Regions from separate parts of the Mus musculus genome. Here regions 1 and 3 are each linked to region 2. A link is a contact called in public HiChIP or PLAC-seq data. All regions are on one chromosome and are shown on one strand. The core of a region is the stretch at or near the end of the contact, and the rest is flanking DNA. Distances in the headings are between cores, read along the strand shown. Region 1 overlaps Fer1l6 (fer-1-like 6 (C. elegans)). Region 2 has its middle 13 kb from the start of Gm41329. Region 3 overlaps Fer1l6 (fer-1-like 6 (C. elegans)).

Region 1 (3,124 bases), core at 219-2,718, 180 kb after region 2:
CAGTGCTCATATACATTTATTAAGGTTCCTTATAACAACTTTGAGTGCTGGAATCGAGATCATTCCCATGTGTTCTTTGAGATTAACATATGCTAACCTGTTGCCTTGGGGCTGATCCACAGTCAACGTTCACTTCCTTAAATAATTAGTGTGGTGGTTTGAATCGGTTTGGCCCCCATAGGCTTGGCCCATGGGGACTGGCATTATTAGGAGGTGTGGCCTTATTGGATGGGTGTGGCTTTGTTGGAGGACGTGTGTCACTGTGGGGGTGGGCTTTTAGGTCTGCTAGTGCTTAAGTGTGGAAGAGTCTCCTCCTGGCTGCCTGCAGAAGATAGTCTCCTCCTGGCTAACCTCAGATGAAGATGTAGAAATCTTGGCTCCTCCAACACCATGCCTGTCTGCACACTGCCGTGCTTCCTGCTATGATGATAATGCTATAAGCCAGCCCCAATTACAATGAAATGTTTGCCATTATAAGAATTGCCTTGGTCATGGTGTCTCTTCACAGTAATAACACTGTAGGGCAATTAGGAAACTCATAAAAAGAGGGAAGTGTTAGGCATAGCAAAAGCTTCAATCAATCCTGTGTATCTGGGGTGCCGGACACACTGAAAACTATTGGAAGGGATCCACTTGTATCTGAGTCAGAAATGCTTTTATATTGAAAGGACATTAGAGCTCTCTACTCCAACCTCTAGTGTTTAGCTTTATAAAATAAAGTGCAAAAAGACTAAGGGGCTTCCAAGGTCACACAGCAAGACTAAGTCAGCTATGGCTTAAGACCTATTCTTTACCAAGACTGCATGGTCAAAAAACCTACAGGTAATCTGGAAGACTGGAGTGTGGCAGGTCATGCGGCAGTGGTTCTCAACCTGTGGGCCATGACCCCTTTGGCAAACCTCTATCTCCCAAATATATCTACGTTACAATTCTTAACAGTAGCCGAGTTCCAATCAGGAAGTAGCAATGAAAGTAATTTATGGTTGGGGGGGGGAGGGGTCACCATAAGACGAGGAAGTTTATTAAAGGATTACAGCATTAGAAAGGTTGAGAGCCAACCAGTACACCATAGGGTAATACTCAGTTCTTTGCAAGTAGCTCTTCCTAATGGGGAATTATTTCTGAGTGAAGATTCTGAGTGAGGTGAAGAGGTATAAAAGGGTTCTCTGGCTTTGCAGCTGGATTTACTAAAGTCCAAGGAAAGAAGAGCAGGGCTTAAATTCCTTAGCAGTAAGCTAAGAGAACAAAACAGCTGTGGCCCCACAGACATGGGGTGAACAGAACAAGAGTCCTGAAGTAGGCCCCTAAAAGAAGCAACAGATTTCAGATAATTGGGTGAGAGGTGACCTTTCCTGTGACATTGGAAAATCCAGGAAATGTTTTCTTTTTGACCAGAAACAGAGAGCAGGGCAGAGCAGAGTGTAAGACTTAGTCAGTACCTATCAGCCTCTTATCTTGCAGTTTGGGGGCTGAGTTTACTCTCTGGGAGGAGGGTAAAAACCACAGAGACTAGAGGGAAAACAGGCCTCAAAGATGACAGATGTGGCAGCAATTCAGCTGCCAGGTACTGGACTTTGAGCAAGTGCCATCCATCCTCTGGCTGTTACTTTCCTTATCTGTGACAAAAGTCTCACAATAAGACCTGGACCACTTGTGAAGAGCAGACATATAAGCCCTACAAATTATAATTACAGTAAATATCTCAATAGTTTGAATTATCTTTTAATCTTTCACATCCTTCAAGTTCCAATTTCTAGCCCCAACCCCCCAATTCTGGAAGTATGCCTTGAACCGGAGAAATAATTGTTACTTAATGTGTACTGAGCTCACAAGAGCTGAGCCTCAATGTTCATCTCTCTGCTTCCTGACTGTGGATACAATGTAACCAGCTTCCGCAGGCCCCTGCTGCTATGCTTTCCCCACTATGATGGACTGTGTCTTCAAACTTTGAACCTTAAACCCCCTCTCTTGAGACTGATTTTAGTCAGTTTTGTCTCAGCAAAGAGAAAAGCAATTAGCATAGGGGTCAAGTCGTCTGCCCAAAGAATCAAACAGAGGTAAGCATGTCTTGTTGCACACTAGCCTCTGTACCATACTGATACAATTTAAATCCAGCGGTCCCACACAAAAGGCCAAAATTTTTTAAATAGCAATCTTTCTCATGCCATAAATAACAGCAATATGTAGTTCCTAACATGCCCCTCACTTCCATCTTCCTGTTGTATATATTTTTGCATACATTCTCTCTCCTTCCACAGCATAAGCTCCATGGAGTTGGGCTCTCTGTTTACTCTTGCCCATGGTGAGCAAGACTTTAAAAATGCTCACATTCCCCAGGCTGGCTATGCTCTGTGGGAGTTTGGCAGAGGAGAAAGAAGCTTTGGCACGTAATGAGACAGAAGAGGAAAAGACAAAAGAGGGTCTCCCAGCATCCAGATGTGCAGGAAGTTTCTGCTGACAGTGACACTGGGCTCTGTGACCCTGGGAAGTTGAAAAATTAAAAAACACATAGCAAGAAAGGGTTGATCTACTCTGGCTGCGGGAGACAGAGGATTTGTTCCTTACAAGAAGAAGGAGCACAGTAGAAATGTCAGCCTGTGGTGTCATGGCTTGGTCATGGCCATTCTCTCTCTTAGGTCACCACCTTCGGGGAAGGCAACCAACTACCAAGTCATAAGGATTATCAGAATTTATGGGAGGCCTCCAGAGTAAGGAACTGCATTCTCATATCAATAACCAACAAGGTACTAAGGCCTCCTGAGTATCAGGCAGCCATCTTGGGAGATGGGTCCTTCTGTCCTGTGAAACCTTCAAAAGATCATAGCCTCTGCCAAGATCTTGGGAGCTTGTCTGGAGGTTCGAGCAAGGGAACACAGCTACTCCTATACCCTTGACTGAAGACTGTTCCTCCTCTATTCCGGGAAGGCCACCAAGCTTCAGGAGGGATGCACAAGGAGTGGCAAGGGAGTAAGGGAGCACTTGCCTACCTAGCTAGATCAGCCACATCAACTCTCGCAATCAATGGGGTGACAATGTCACAACTAAATCACCCTCACATCCACTTTACCAAGATCTTTCCTCCAAGGAATGTCTGACTCAGAACCATTTGTATTAAGGAATCTCC
Region 2 (2,983 bases), core at 274-2,773:
ACTCACCCCTCCCCGACTGACCATCAGAGATTGTGTATCCTGGAATGCTGGCATTGTAGAAATGATACTGGAGGAGGAGTGGAGGATGAGACTCCATTGGTAGAGTGCTTGTGTAGCGTGCATGAAGCGCTGGGTTTGATTCCCAGCGTGGCATAGGTTGAGCATAGTGTCACATGCCTGTAATCCTGGGACGTGGGAGATGGAGACAGGAGGATCAGAGGTTCAAGACCATCATCAGCTGCAAAGCAAGTTGGATGTGAGGCTAGGGTACACGAGACTGTCTCAGGGAAGAGGGGGAGGAGGAAGGGGAGGAGGAGGAAGGGGAGGAGGAGGAGGAAGGAGAGGAAGATTGTGTAAGGATCAGTATCAGCTCAGGACCCTCAAGACCAAGTTCTAAGCACAAAGATTTATTTGCCCCACAGGGACAAAGGTCAGGGAATAAGACACAAGGACCGGAGGTAGAAGACAAGGAAGAAGGAGAGAGGGCAGGGATATTTGTCCTGGGGGGACAAAGGACAGCCTCTGAATAGAGAGGAGAGAGAAGTGGCCGGTAGGCAAATGCAGTTTATAAAGGGGAAGCGAGAAAGTCCGAGTTGGGATGAGGTGTTTAATTTTGATCGGGGATGTTTGTTATTAGGTGAGCCAGAGGGAGCTTCTGATTGCTGGACTTCAATACTTTGATAGCTGGACCTTGGTATTAAGCCTCAGGAGGAGGAAGTGGCCAAATAAGGGACTAGACCTTGGTGGCTAGCTTTAGGACTGCCATCTAAGAGTTCTTAGTAAGGCAGAGGGAATGGGGAGAAGGGCAAGACCTGCAGAGCCATGTTTGCCATGTTTGGGCCTGCTAGAGTCCCTTCAAGGAGGAAAAGAGGAAGAGGACGAGGAGGAGAGAATAGAAGATGAGAGAAGGGACCATCCGTAGGGTGACATCTGGCTGCACTGTAAGCCACGCATAGGTAAGATGCAGGGAGACTGAGGCTGGAGTACAGGCAAACAGTCAGTAACTGAAGGTTATTACTGTCAAAGCCAAATAAAATAGCCATAGTCTGAGTCTCGCTGGGGATAAGTTTAAATTGGATCAACTGCACCATTGAGTACTAGCTCAGCTGTGGGCACCTTCTAGCTCTAAGGATGAGGAGAGCAAAATTGAGTGCAACCCTGTTTGCAGACACCCACACAGTTGCACTGGAGTTGACAGAGGCAGGCAAGCGAGGTGGCAACTGCAGAGTTAGACCTATAGAGGGGCAAAAGCCCTGTAGGGAGCAAATCTTCATAAGCCATCCTCTGCCAATCAGCTTAGGTCTCCAAACTAGCCAGGAGGAGGAGGGAGGCCGCAGCCTGTTAAACCCAGTGCACGGATCCCAGTCTCTTCTCAATTGATCTGACATTCACTGAAGTATCTACCTTCGCTGGAGGGCTGCGTGTGGAGTCAGAAGCATCAGCGTCTGTGCCAGCCTCGCCAGCCTCGCCTTTAAACTGTTACATTTCTGTTGACAATCTGGCAGATGTTTCAGCTCACCAGCCCGATGAGTCATGCCCAGAGCAATGGATCAAGCAGAAAAACAAACATACAAAAGAGCAGAAGGAAAGAAACAGCTCCTGTTTTATCACATTTATGCCCCCTAGGGTGCCTTGTCCTTAATTTAAACAAAGATCCCGTGAGGTTGGCAAGATTGTGAACTCAGCTTCTCAAGAGGCAGAAAACTAGGCACAGATGCTAGCTGGTTATCTAGGACAGAACAGGAGTCAAGTTCTGGGAAGCTAGGACCCTGGTTGGTGACCTTAGGAACACCTTTGACAGGGTAGCCGGTGTGATGCTGTCTGTACGATGCTGCCTGTGTTTTCTGTGTCATCTGGTCACTGCTCAGATGTGTCCGATGCTGAAATGTCCCGCTGTCTTTCAGGAGTGAAGAGCTGGCCCAGCTGGGACAGATTGTAAGGAGGAACATGACTCTAGGTTGTCAAGGAAGAAGAGGAGGAAGGGGGACATTGAGAAACCACTTTTGTCTACAGAGAGCCTTCTGTGGCTTTACTCTGGAGCAGGGGCAGGTTTTCTATTGGCTTTGCTAGGGGATTCTTTCTATTCTCTCACAGACAAACCCTGAGCCCAGTTGGAAGAGAATGGATAGCCGGCTCTTCAGTGTTCTGGATTCAGCATTGTAACCTGAAATAGGGTTGGCTCTTGCCATACTGTTCCTCTTGTATATTTCTCAGAGGCCACTTTCCTTGAGTTTGCGGAAGGAGAGGGAAAGGGAACTGGATCCTATTTTGATCTCCCCCCCCACTCCGGAGGCATAAAGGACATAGAAGTCACAACAATCAGAAGGTTCCTGAAAAGTCTGTAGGCCTGGGTTTGATGCCTTGTTCTGCCAGTTTCCCATCTTAAACTAACCTCCACGTACCACACTTCAATGTCCCTTGTCTTGTAACTGAACATTGTTAGCCTGACTGGTTCCTGATGTGAGTCTTCAGGAGGGCAATGGAGACTGAGCAAGCACCATGCCAGTCAGGGCTGCCTCACTCAGCCATCTTGGGTCTCATTCTATGAATGACCAGAGTAAAACCTCAGCTGTGTCTTCCCACAGTGACATTGCCACCATTGAAACACTCTATTGGGGTTCAGCCTGTTGTGTCTGGGAGTTCAAAGCTGGGTGGGGCATCGCCTGCGAATTGGGCGATATTCATGGAGCAACAATCCTGATCTCCCCACGTCTCCCCCATGATGACCTCTACCCAGAGCACCTGGTGCTGATGTTAACCCTCCAGAGTGGTCATCCAGGGCTTCCAGGTGACACACAGTGGTTGAGGAGTTTCCTCGATCCCCGTATTGCATATGCTGAGATTATCAGGGTAGGAACTCACTAACTCTCCCTCCATCCAACGTGCAGTGAGGGAAGGTCCTGAGCTGTTTAAGCCATGACTTGATGGACTGCTCAGTGTGTGACTGATCCTGGGACTGACACATGATTTTCCTTCCTCTTTC
Region 3 (3,091 bases), core at 345-2,844, 200 kb after region 2:
GCCACTGATTTGGGTGTCTTAGCCTTGTTCTCTTTTTACCATCACAGCCAACTGACCCAGCGTGTATGGAAGCCAGCTTCTTCTGGGCCTTCTCTGGCAGTTTAGGAAACACCTCTTTTGGGAGAAACAGGAAACTAAGGTAATTAGGATCATGATGAATTAAAAATCAGGCTAAGGGACAGCTCCCAAGCCTGCCTTCTGGCTTTGTGTTCATTCCTGTGCTCCCAGCAGCACAGCTCATCCTGAAGCTAGTGGGACCAGAATTGTGCTGAAGGCTGGCCAGCATCTGAAGGTTGCCACTCTGAGAGAAGTTGAATGAACACAGAACTCTCTTCCCATCTTAGCCCTTTGGCTCCTGGTGGACAGAAACTAGGTCTCTCCAGTCTTCTGGGAGCCTGGCATACCCAGGGTGCAAAGTGAGTGGGCTAACTATACAAACACCATACCTTCTCTTTGAAGGAGCCGAGGGACCGGGTGCAAGGAAAGCATCGTCCTTAGTCAAGTCTTCTGGACCTTCCTGATGAGAAGGTCCTTTCTGTGGTATTTCAGACTCGTTACCATCTAGAGAAACAAATGAAGAAAGAGGATTTTTGTTAAGTATATGATGGTAAACAAGCCTCCACTTTCTGCCCACCACGATGGAAGGCACCGGAGCCCCTACCACTATTGAATCAGATATGGTATTAACAGAAAAGCCAGGCAGACAGATGCATAGTTTAATGTGTGTGTATCCATTCCTTTGTAAGAAGGGATAGAAGGTTCAAACAAACAGATGTACAGACTAAGGAAACCTATCCAAGACCTTGACAAAAACAGTCTCCCAAAATAAATGAAACAGTCGGGAAACCCGAGGCAAGATCCCAGTGAGTGGTCATTCTTGAGTGTGCTAGCCAGCTTCTAACAGCAAAAATCTCATGCTGTAAAAAGACAGGGTCTCATCCCTGGATCCTACAAGTCCATAGAGTGAAAGCTGAGCAGGGCCGGTAGGAGCCACTGCAGACACAGGAGTGGCTAAGGAGACAAGGAGATGATGCTGTGTTATCATGTGGGACCTCATTGCAATCATATGCATCATCACAAGAAGGAGCAGACAGAGATTTTTAAACAGGGCCAAAGACAGCTGTGGGACTCTGGAGACAAAGATTAGCCTGACCCCTAACTATCACAAAGCAAGGAACAGTACAGCCTCACCCCACCTTGTTATGGTTTAGATCTTAAATGTCCCCAAGGTCATGTGTTGAATTTCTGGTGGTCAAATCATGCCATGCCTAAAAGGTAGGAGACCTGTAAGATGTGGGGCCTAGTGGAAGGGAGTTAAGTAACCAGGGGCATGTCTATGCAGTAGAGGTCGGGATCCTGGCCTGCCCTGCTATTACTCTACAATGAATTCCTACAATGTTTGGTTCTTCTGCTGCCTAAGAACCAAGCATCCATGGACTGAAACTGTGAGCTAAAAATACATCTTTCCCTTATCAGATGGTCACCTCAGGAATTTTGTCATAGTGACAGAATGCTGAGTGATGCAGAAGTTGGAAGGGGAAGAAAGGTTCTTCAGGTTTTTGGCCCACAGATGCTGACTCATGGATCAGGCATCTAGGCATCATAACCGTGAAAGAACGCATGTGTTAAGCTACCAACTTACCTACTGTAGGGAGAGCAGGTCACTAGGGAGCCCCAAGGAAACAGATTTATAAGAACTTAGCAAAGTCAAGTGAGTGGACTGTAGTCATACCCTCAGATCTGCCCATCCTAAGGGGAGGATGCTGATGTCATTCATGGGAACAGTGCCCGATGACCCAAGGTTGCCACACATGTGCACCTTACTTACCTTGCCGTGGGTCTATGTTTTCCTTATCTATAGTTAAGGCAGGGCTGGTGCCTGATATACCATAAAGTCATTAGGAAGATAAACACAACAGTGCCCCAGCCCTGTGCCTGTCACAGCCTAAGGAAGCTTAAGTGAGTCAGAAAGATTTTCCTGATCTTTTTCCTTCTATAAAATGATGATTATATGAGGAAAGGGTCTTCAAAACTGTTTAAAGCAATCAGGTTCTTTTTATAGATGCAAGTATATATTGAATATCTCTCTCTCTCTCTCACGTGTGTGTGTGTATGTGCTTGTGTGTGCATGCTTGCATGTGTGCATGTGTTCAAATGTGTGCACTTGTGTATGTATATGTGTGCACGCATAAGAATGTATGTATTTGTATTTTTAAAAATCTCATCATCTAGGAATTTCTACCTGTGAATCAAAGCAGAACTAGATATTGGGAAGGGAAAAGTCTCAAAATGACACACTCTATGCCAAAAGCTCATTTGTTTTAAGCTTTCCGGGTGTCATTCTGAGCGATGGAAATGAGGCTTTCCCCTAGGGCATCCCAGTAGCTGTTCCCAGGACCTCTGAGACTCAACTAGAAGTGCATCAACCGAATTATTTCTAATGTGCTTTCCAGCTTTGACATTTTTGGGTTCTGGTTTTAACCAGACAACTATGCCAAAAACAAAACAAAACAAGACAAACAAAACAAAACAAAACACCATAGAGAGAGACTCCATCAGCCCACTCCCAGGCATGGCCACATTTGATTCTCTGTAGCAATAGAGAAGAGCTGGATGAAGAGGAACCTTGTTTACTGTGGTCTCAGTCAGGAAACTCAGGCCAAAGCCAGACCAAAGGGTCAGCCGAGGAAACACTAGTGCCGGGTTGAGTGGCTTGTAGCCTTGCAGCAACAAGATAAAATAAATGCCTATTCTCTGCAGATGACTGAGCCTTATGTATGCAGAGCTTCTGGCATTAGATGCAGATTGCAGTAAGCATCCTTAGGTACCTCAAAAAGTGAAACAATGTGCAAGGTTGGATGCTGGAGAGGAAACTAACAGACCATGGGCCCCTTCCTCTGGGGCTTACACTCTGGAGTGTGAGAGAGACCTCTCAACGTAGGAAAGTCCCCCGCAGCAGCTTCTTTATGGCTGGCACTCCTTTGCCCATTGATTTATGATGCTCTCTCACTCACCATCTGTGCAGAGTGATCTTCACAAAACCAAAATGAACGATAGCACATGACCTCTCTTAAAGCACCCCAGTGGCTTC

The links. HiChIP or PLAC-seq counts read pairs in DNA pulled down with a chosen protein or histone mark.
Region 1: a FOXA1 HiChIP or PLAC-seq map of pancreatic cancer cells shows a contact between it and region 2. The contact joins two enhancer-like sites. A contact is called at or near these places in 2 of 115 datasets of contacts at active chromatin or transcription factors (bone marrow-derived macrophages and pancreatic cancer cells).
Region 3: a contact with region 2 is called in a FOXA1 HiChIP or PLAC-seq map of pancreatic cancer cells. The contact joins two enhancer-like sites. A contact is called at or near these places in 1 of 484 Hi-C or Micro-C datasets (nephron progenitors) and 2 of 115 datasets of contacts at active chromatin or transcription factors (bone marrow-derived macrophages and pancreatic cancer cells).

The regions. Positions count from the first base shown.
Region 1 is chr15:58,565,550-58,568,673 of GRCm38.p6, reverse strand. The region is part of intron 11 of Fer1l6 (fer-1-like 6 (C. elegans)); the gene reads right to left. Among named protein-coding and RNA genes, the nearest start is that of Gm36451, 30 kb to the left of the region's middle. Within about 2 kb of position 1,468, at least 18 of the 459 cell types and tissues checked have an H3K27ac peak or open chromatin away from gene starts, as enhancers often do. A contact at or near this core is called in pancreatic cancer cells, where this site is marked.
Region 2 is chr15:58,745,626-58,748,608 of GRCm38.p6, reverse strand. No RefSeq gene overlaps it. Among named protein-coding and RNA genes, the nearest start is that of Gm41329, 13 kb to the left of the region's middle. Within about 2 kb of position 1,523, at least 60 of the 459 cell types and tissues checked have an H3K27ac peak or open chromatin away from gene starts, as enhancers often do. A contact at or near this core is called in pancreatic cancer cells, where this site is marked.
Region 3 is chr15:58,545,789-58,548,879 of GRCm38.p6, reverse strand. Fer1l6 (fer-1-like 6 (C. elegans)) reads right to left here. Exons shown (of 41, transcript NM_001370912.1): 3 at 447-561. Among named protein-coding and RNA genes, the nearest start is that of Fer1l6, 37 kb to the right of the region's middle. Within about 2 kb of position 1,594, at least 20 of the 459 cell types and tissues checked have an H3K27ac peak or open chromatin away from gene starts, as enhancers often do. A contact at or near this core is called in pancreatic cancer cells, where this site is marked.